Regions from separate parts of the Mus musculus genome. Here regions 1 and 3 are each linked to region 2. A link is a contact called in public HiChIP or PLAC-seq data. All regions are on one chromosome and are shown on one strand. Each heading gives the region's core, a stretch centred on a gene start, on an enhancer-like site or on the middle of the called end of the contact. The rest is flanking DNA. Distances are from core to core; before and after follow the strand shown. Region 1 has its middle 14 kb from the start of Gm11734. Region 2 overlaps Afmid (arylformamidase). Region 3 overlaps Timp2 (tissue inhibitor of metalloproteinase 2).

Region 1 (2,700 bases), core at 6-2,505, 300 kb after region 2:
GTTCTGGCTCAGAAGGCTGTGGCAAGAGTGGCCCTTTCAAAGTTGATCTTTAACCCTTTACCTTTTATTAGTTGTATTTCTGTTTGGAAACAAGGTCTCCTTCAGCCCAGGCTAGCCTCATCACGTAGCTGAGGATGGCCTTGAACTTCCGATTCTCCTACCTTACCTCTAGGATTATAGATATGCACCACCACGGGCATCGAGACTTTTGCCTAGGTTTTGATCCAGGGTGCTGCCAAGAGGATGCTGCCAGTCATGCGGCACTGGACAGAGACAGGAAAAAGGGGTGGCTAGCAGAAGGACCTGTGTGTGTGTGTGTGTGTGTGTGTGTGTATATCCCCTCTATCCTTTGAATGAAGAGCTCTGGGGGAGCTCTCAGGGGCAGGATTGCTTGACAGAGACACAGGAGACAACATTGAAACGGTGATTTAGGCAGTCTTTGGGCATAGGGGATGCATTGGCGCTCCAAGCCCCATCTACTGTCAGCCACAGGCCTTTGCAGAGAATCCTGATTGAGCTTAGCTATGCAAAATGCATTTTTTTCTGAGGCCAAGTTGCAGACAAGCCGGCATCTCCTTCGGGTGTCCCCGTTTGGATGGGGGAGCAGGGAGGATTTTGTGGGCACAGCAATGCTGGTCTGGAAGCGGGAAATAGCTTTAGATTATCTACAAAGTGCTTCTTCCACCGTGGATAATGGAGAGGTAGCCACGCTTATTTAGAGCTACCCTCTTAGGGACAATCACTGGAAGGGGAGGGGTGGGGAGAAGGGTAGGGATGGAAATGGTGTATTACTGAGCCAGACTCAGACCGAGGAGGGGCTCAGTGGGGTCCTTAGCAGCTCCTTCTAGACATGGAGGCTGGAAGGGATCACCCCATCAGCATCAGACTCCACCCCATCAGCATCAGACTCCACCCCATCAGCATCAGACTCCACCCCATCAGCATCAGACTCCACCCCATCAGCATCAGACTCCACCTCTTTTGGTCTGCAGGAAGCCCCAGGACTCAGATCACTATTGGCCAAGACAGCATTAGCCCAAGGGCAGCCAACAATGCTTCTCTTTCTACCCCACTTTCAGCCTCATCCTTGTGAGGTGGATGAACTAGATATCCGTCATCCTCCTCCACAGACCCCAGGGCCCACCTCTGATCCAGGGTCCTGGATCAGAACTGGTTGGCCGTGCTCTCTCAGACTCTCTCAGGAAAAGTGTTCAGGGCAGGGATTGTGCTGGAGACTAGGAAACTGCTGGAAGGGCAAGGCAGAGTGCAGAGCTGGTCAGAGCTGGTGGGGATGAATCATGCTGGCTACAGGCACAAGTGCATGGAAAGTACCTGGAATTGTGCCTGCTTATGATGCTCCATCCCAGAGGCTCCTCCTCCTCCTCCTCCCCTCTTCCCCTTCCTCCCTCCCTGTCCCCTCCCCCTCCCCTCTCCGCTCCTTCCCCCTTTCCCTCTCCCTGGTCCCTCCCCTTCCTCTCCCCTCTCTTTGTCCCCTCTCCCTCCTTCTTTCCCTCTCCTTGCCCCCTCCTCTTCCCCTCCCCTCCCCCTTCCTTCCCCCTTCCTTCCCCTGGCCCTCTTCCTCCCCACTTCCTTCTTTATGATGCAGGGTCTCTAACCTAAAATTTACTCTGTAACCAAAGAGGACTTAGAACTTCTGATCCTTCTATTTGCCCCTCCTGGGTTCTGGGATTATAGGGATGAGCTACCAGGATGCTGGGGATTGAGCCCAGGGTCTCACACATAGTAGGCCAGCACTCTGGCTCCCCTGGCTCACTCAGGACAGGTTGTGGTTATTGAGAGCTAAGACCCTCTGGGTCTTCTGGGATGTCCAAGGCCACACACGAGGCCCTGGTGTCTCCAGGTTGGGGGCAGTCTTCTCTCGCTGGTCTGCACACTGGGGTTGAATCAGTCTTCCCTCCTTCCCCAAGCTGCTCAGAAGCCCTCTTCACAGCTGCCACCCACTTCATCATAGACACCCATCAATGAGCCAGCCAAGCCCATAAATTATTGTACAAACCACTCCAAACAATAACCACAATTTTACTTACTGAGCCATTAAATATACGTACTTAAATTAGACTTAACCAGACATCACGTGGGGACGTCTTGGGGCCAGGCAAACAATGAGTCTTGGGGGGAACGTGTCACCTTGTGTTTGCCCACCTCTCCCGTGAAATTAATGAGGTGCTTCAATTTAATCATTATTACCACTCTGGCTTTATTTAGCCAGTTAGCTGGGGTTGACCTGCCGTCTCAGTCAGCAGTGGCTTCCCTTTGCTGCCCTGGGCTGTCCTGACAGCCAGCTAGAGGTCAGTGGGAACTTGGATACTGAAGGGCTGCCCTGGTCCAGAGATGTGTTAATCTCATTGACAGAAGCTCTGTCTCCAGGATCCACAGAGACCCAGCTGTGGCTATTGAAGCTACCACGTGGAGGACAGAGTGCTGGCTCTTCCCAGATCCCCATGTCTGATGTGTCAATGAGCACATCTCACACACTCTTTCAGTGTCCTCCTAGTTCAGGCTGCCAACTGTCCCTTTGGTGTTAGCCATTTTACACCCTGTCTCTCTGTCTGCCAGATCAATTTGTAGAGAAGTTAAGTGTGGCTCATTCCCTATTCAGAGTCCTGTAGCTCCCACTGCTTATGGAGAACAAGCAGAGTGTGGTGGCCAGGGTGCCTCCTGCCTTCCTTAACCCCATCT
Region 2 (2,700 bases), core at 12-2,511:
CAGAGGTCCTGAGTTCAATTCCCAGGAACCACATGGTGGCTCACAGCCATCTGAAATAGGATCCAATTCCCTATTCTGGTGTGTCTGAAGAGTGACAGTATATTCACATACATTAAATAAACAAACAGAAAACCCCAGTTATGTGACTAAGCTTTTGCTTTAATGCCAGGTGTGGGAAATGGGGCTGCTTAAGATTGTCCACATGCAACTACGATTTGTCTCCTGCCCTGGCAGGCAGGGGCGTGAGGCTGCCAGAGGAAGATAGTTGACATTTGGAATTCTGGGGGTTCTTAAGAGGGTTAAAAATGCCAGAGCCCCAAGAGGAGGTGGCTGCTGCGTCCCCTGTGGCTCCTTTGCTATTTGATGACTTGCTGGCTGTTCTTGTCCCAAAGATCTCGATGCCCCTAATCAGCAGGGCATCTAAAGAGATCTATGCCCCCCTTCCCTCCAACCTTCTCAACTCCCTAGTGTTGGGGGGTTGGAAGGGATTGGGGTGGGGAAGAGTGGTAGCTATGAGAACCCAATAAAGTAGGCAAGAAGTATGGCTACAGCCCACACCAGCTGTTTCAGAAGGCCCAGTGGTGTGCTGCAGGAATAGTTATCAGGTCTGGTAGAGCCTGCTACACACAGGTCTTTGTGCGGGTGGCCTCTCTGGGCTGGTGCAGTTCTAAGTAAATCCTTGTTAGTTCATACAGCAGGCACAACATGGACTCTTTTTATCACCATCATCATGTATGTGTGGTGTGTATGCTAAGATACACACACATGGCAGCCAAAAGACAATTTGGGGGAGTTGGTTGTTTCCTTCCATATGGATCCCCAAGGACCAAACACAGGTTGTCAGGCTCAGTGCCAGGCACTCTGATCTGCCAAGCCATCTCTCCAGTCCCTTTTCTTTTTGAGACAGGGTCTAGCTATGTTGTCCAGGATGGTCTTGAAATCACAAGCAATTCTCTTGCTTCAGTGTTGGGATTCAGGTATACACTGGGCCTGTCTCTGTCTCTTCTCTTTTCTTTCTTTTTTCCTTGTTAGTATCAGGTTTCCTTGTTGAAACCCAGGATCGTATGCATGGTGGTCAGGCTTTCTACCAGCGAGCTACGTCCCCCAGTGTTTGGTTGGTCTGTCTGTCTGTCTTCATTTCTTTTCCCCACCCCACCTTCTCTTGCAGTAGGAGATAGGCAGAACTCCAGCACTCAGCTACAGCCTCAGCCCCAGCCAGTCCACACTGATACTGCTAATTGGCACAGAAAGCCAGCCAGAAGTTAATGGCAACTCCCTGTCAGCAGGCAGGGGTGGGGTGGAGGGTGGGGCAGACTTGGCCAGGTGGTGGCTGTGTGCATTTTCCAGTAACAATCTGCAGGCTTTCCCTGGGCCTCCATCTGGGTGGGGTGAAGAATGGCAGGAGAGGAGATTGTGTTCACAGCAGGGAGACTGTACAGGGTGGACAGGCAAGGCAGTGTGAGATGGAGCCTCTTTTCTGAAGGCTCTCTGAGGTGCATACAGAATGGGGACTGGGTGTCCTCACAGCTTCTGGAAGACTGTTTTCAAAATGATCTGCAGGAGGAAGAGAGGACAAGAAAGGCCAGGAATGGATGGCTATCTGAATAAAGAAACAGTTGTAGGTGCTGGCACACACCTTTGCTCCCAACACTTGGGAGGCAGAGGCAGGTGGACCTCAGTTCCAGGCCAGCCTGGTCTACAGAGTGAGACCCTGTTTCAAAATAAATAGACAAACAAGTAAATAAAAAGGTCTAAGCTGGTCCTGTGGGCCAACAGGATCCTGAGGCAGAAGGGCTACAAGTTCAAAACCAAAGTGGGATGGCTCAGTGGATAAAGGTGCTTGCCACCAAGTTGACTGCCTGAGTCTGATCCCAGAATCAAACTGAAGAGAATAACCAAGTCCCGCAAGTGAGCCTCTGACCTCCACCATCCAAACAGAGTAGACAGGAAAGCATAAGGAAGGGGTTAAAAGCCTGCCTGGTCTACTTAGGAAGAGCCTGTCGCTCAACTTAGAAGTATGGACCAGGGCTGGTGAGATGGCTCAGTGGGTAAGAGCACCCGACTGCTCTTCCGAAGGTCCGAGTTCAAATCCCAGCAACCACATGGTGACTCACAACCATCCATAACGAGATCTGACAACCTCTTCTGGAGTGTCTGAAGACAGCTACAGTGTACTTTACATATAATAAATAAATAAATCTTAAAAAAAAAAAGAAAAAAAAAAAAGAAGTACGGACCAAGAGGTGGCTCAGCTGGGGAGACACCAGACATATTCCCAGAACCCACAGAGGTCGGGTGCAGGGGCCCAGATCTGACTCTAGAGCTGGGGTGGAGAGCAGAGATAGGTGGAACCCTGAACTCCCTGGCCAGCAGCAGCCAGCCTGCCAAAAGCAATGAGCTCTGGGTTCCATGAGATGCCCTGTCTAAAAAACGTGTGGGGCTGGAGAGAAGGCTGGAGAGCACCGACTGCTCTTCCAGAGGTCCTGAGTTCAATTCCCAGCAACCTCATGGTGGCCCACAACCATCTGTAATGGGATCTGATGCCCTCTTCTGGTGTGTCTGATTGACATTGTATGTAAAATAAATAAATAAATCTTAAAAAAAAAAAAAAAGGAGTGTCTGAAGCAGATGCCGTATGTCAACCTCTGGCCTCCACATGTACATGCGTACACATGCATACACACACACACACACACACAC
Region 3 (2,700 bases), core at 112-2,611, 480 kb before region 2:
TGTGGTTTAGGGGTTATTCCTATTCCTATTAGAGGATTCTCTATTTCCTCTCCTTTCCTGTCCATCTGTCTGCCCACTGCCTAGATCAGAGTGATCTAAGACCAGGGCGGTGAAGGCTTTTACTGGGACAATCTCCCCGGTCTCCTCCTCCATCCAGTGTTCTCACCAGATAAGAGCTAAGACCCATGTCTGCTGTACTCAACAGTGCCGGCCCTGTCTCGCAACAGGACCGTTAAGTGGGAGAGGAGTGTCCACCCAGGTTTAACCCAGACCTGTGGTTCCTGGCTACCTAGAAGCAGCCCAGTTGTCAATGGAGATTCTCCATGTCTGCCCCTCCCCACTCCCTACAAACACTCCAGAACTGTGTCCCCATTAATGTTCTAGCCTGAAAATCCTGTGTCTACCCCAGACTCTCAGCTCATCCGTCTCCTCTCATATGAGATTTTCAAAAAAGAAAGTAGATGGCCTTCATCCCTGAAGCAAAGTGAGCACACAGTCACATACTGTCCTGGCCCATCTGACTGTCACGGGACCAGGGCCAGCGTCCAGGTCTTTGTCTTATAGGAGCAGAGAAATTTGCCCTGTTTTCAATGTGTCCCTAGCACTGTATGCCCTGCCCAGGGCCTCACTAGCCCTCACCATCACAATATGACACAAGCTGGTGACATCTGTGTCACCTGCACCGTCAAATGGTCTCTGAGGATCACGACTGTCAGAGTTCATCTCTGCAGCAGCGCCTCTCACACAAATGCGCGCACCTGATTGTATCTCACTCAGTCTTTCGGCTTAGATCATGTCAGGGACTCAACGGCGGTGTGGGAAGTTGGGGACTTCCATGAGACAGCAGTATTGAATCCTAGGTTCTATGGGAGAGAAAGGAGAGCTTTTGGCTGTCTGGAAGTCATTGGGCTTATTTTCTGATTGCCAAGAGGGTGTTGCCTTTATTGAACATTTATTGTTTGTTTTGGGTTGAGACATGGTCTCAAATAGCCCAGGCCAGCCTCAGAACTCTATAGTTCAAGGGAATGCTAAGATTCTAAGAACATGCCATGTCCAGTTGTAGGTGGTGGGACTTGAGCTAAGGACTTTGTGGATGGCAACTTAAGCCCTCCACCGGCTAAGCTACAGCCCCAGCCCTTAGTGAACACATTGGAGGAGTAAGCATGGTGCAGTATAATGGGCCATTACTGAGAAACAAGGCTAGAAGTTCTCTAGACAGGCAGAAGGAGGTGAGTCACTCCTTTGAGACCCCTGTCCCGTCTTGTTTCCAAGCTGACAACAGTGCTATACAGAGAGCAAACACTGGGCAGTATTTACCAACATGCTCACACATTTGCATAAGCACAGTGATGGTTGTACAGATTACACAGTGGGGACCAAGGGCCAGCCATGCCCATGCTGCCATCCTGAGGCTGTCAGGGTCAGCCCAGCTCCATCTGGCAGATGTTCTCTGAGTCCCATCTGTTCCATAGCATGGCCTCTACCGGTTAGGACCTCTCAGCAGGCAGATGCACAGGCATTTACACCAGATAGTGTGGGAGAAGAGCAGCAGCCACTGCAGGGAGAAGCCAGGAAGGGCTGCTTCTCGAGGCTGAGTGCAAGTTCTCTGGGAAGGGAGCTAGAGGTGGCATTTTGGGTAGAAGAGCTTTTCTGTTCTGGGGGGGGGGGAGTAACATATCTGGGTATCCGAGCATGTGGGGGCCAGGGAGCAAAATGGATTAGGAAAGAGCAAGGGCCAAGTGATGTTGCAGAACGTATAGCTCTGGCTGTCCTGGAATTAGCTATATAAACCAGGCTAGGCTCAAATTCAGAGATCTGCTTGCCTCTGCCTCCCCAGTGCTGGGATTAAAAGTGTGCATCATCTGGCTCAAAAAGTTAAGGGAAGGTATTTTGCAGGAATGTTTATGGAGAAGGCGCAGAACCGAGAGAGGGCCTTTTGTTGTGGGGTGGCCTGCCAGGTGGCTTGCTTTAGGCTGGGAAACAGGACCTTGTGGCCAGGCCAGTGGTTACTCAGCTGCACAGAAGGACCAAAGCACCAAAGTTAATGGGCCTTGGAGCTGGGTGGGGCCCGGGCTGTGGTGTGAGACTCATGGGGAGGGATCCAGAGTGTGCTGGGGTCTGAAGAGCAGGTGGCACTCCCACGTGCCTGGACCTCCCTGCCTCTGTGGGAAACAGTCCTGGCCACAAGTTTCCAAGACTCAAACTGACCACTGGAGACTCTGAGCCGGCACTGCCTGCTCCTTGTCTCTGTTTATCTCATGTGCCCAGTGACAAAACACTTGCCCAGAGCGACCCTACACCACTGCCATTTGAAGGGCAAGCCTTTAGAAGCCATTAAATAGGCCCTGGCCCAGGTAATAAGCTCCAAGTGAAAGAGAGGGAGGCCTGCCTGTCACAGCGACTGCTGGTGTGCAGAGGGAGGTCTCCAGGGAGGGAGCAGGGGTTTGATTCCTGATAGAAGAGTCCTGTCGGGCATGATCAGGTTCCATACCACTCTGGAACTTTCTTGTTCTGTCTCTGTACATCACTTTTTAAGGCTGTTGTTGCCTGGGATACAGTTCCTACAGGACCTGCGCTGTTGTTGCCTGGGATACAGTTGCCTGGGATACAGTTCCTACAGGACCTGCTTCCTTACCATCGATGTCTAAAGTTTATGAGCCACACCAGTGTCACTAACTGTAACCTGACTAATATGCTTTC

Evidence for each region. HiChIP or PLAC-seq counts read pairs in DNA pulled down with a chosen protein or histone mark.
Region 1: a FOXA1 HiChIP or PLAC-seq map of pancreatic cancer cells shows a contact between it and region 2. The contact joins two enhancer-like sites. A contact is called at or near these places in 1 of 484 Hi-C or Micro-C datasets (embryonic stem cells) and 5 of 115 datasets of contacts at active chromatin or transcription factors (embryonic stem cells, pancreatic cancer cells and stem cell-derived neural progenitor cells).
Region 3: a FOXA1 HiChIP or PLAC-seq map of pancreatic cancer cells shows a contact between it and region 2. The contact joins two enhancer-like sites. A contact is called at or near these places in 1 of 39 promoter capture datasets (embryonic stem cells) and 2 of 115 datasets of contacts at active chromatin or transcription factors (large pre-B cells and pancreatic cancer cells).

Annotation. Positions count from the first base shown.
Region 1 is chr11:117,535,371-117,538,070 of GRCm38.p6, reverse strand. No RefSeq gene overlaps it. Among named protein-coding and RNA genes, the nearest start is that of Gm11734, 14 kb to the right of the region's middle. Within about 2 kb of position 1,255, at least 109 of the 459 cell types and tissues checked have an H3K27ac peak or open chromatin away from gene starts, as enhancers often do. A contact at or near this core is called in pancreatic cancer cells, where this site is marked.
Region 2 is chr11:117,837,347-117,840,046 of GRCm38.p6, reverse strand. Afmid (arylformamidase) reads right to left here. Exons shown (of 11, transcript NM_027827.3): 11 at 139-1,554. The coding sequence ends at 1,522. Among named protein-coding and RNA genes, the nearest start is that of Birc5, 11 kb to the left of the region's middle. Within about 2 kb of position 1,261, at least 43 of the 459 cell types and tissues checked have an H3K27ac peak or open chromatin away from gene starts, as enhancers often do. A contact at or near this core is called in pancreatic cancer cells, where this site is marked.
Region 3 is chr11:118,321,597-118,324,296 of GRCm38.p6, reverse strand. The region is part of intron 1 of Timp2 (tissue inhibitor of metalloproteinase 2); the gene reads left to right. Among named protein-coding and RNA genes, the nearest start is that of Cep295nl, 20 kb to the left of the region's middle. Within about 2 kb of position 1,361, at least 33 of the 459 cell types and tissues checked have an H3K27ac peak or open chromatin away from gene starts, as enhancers often do. A contact at or near this core is called in pancreatic cancer cells, where this site is marked.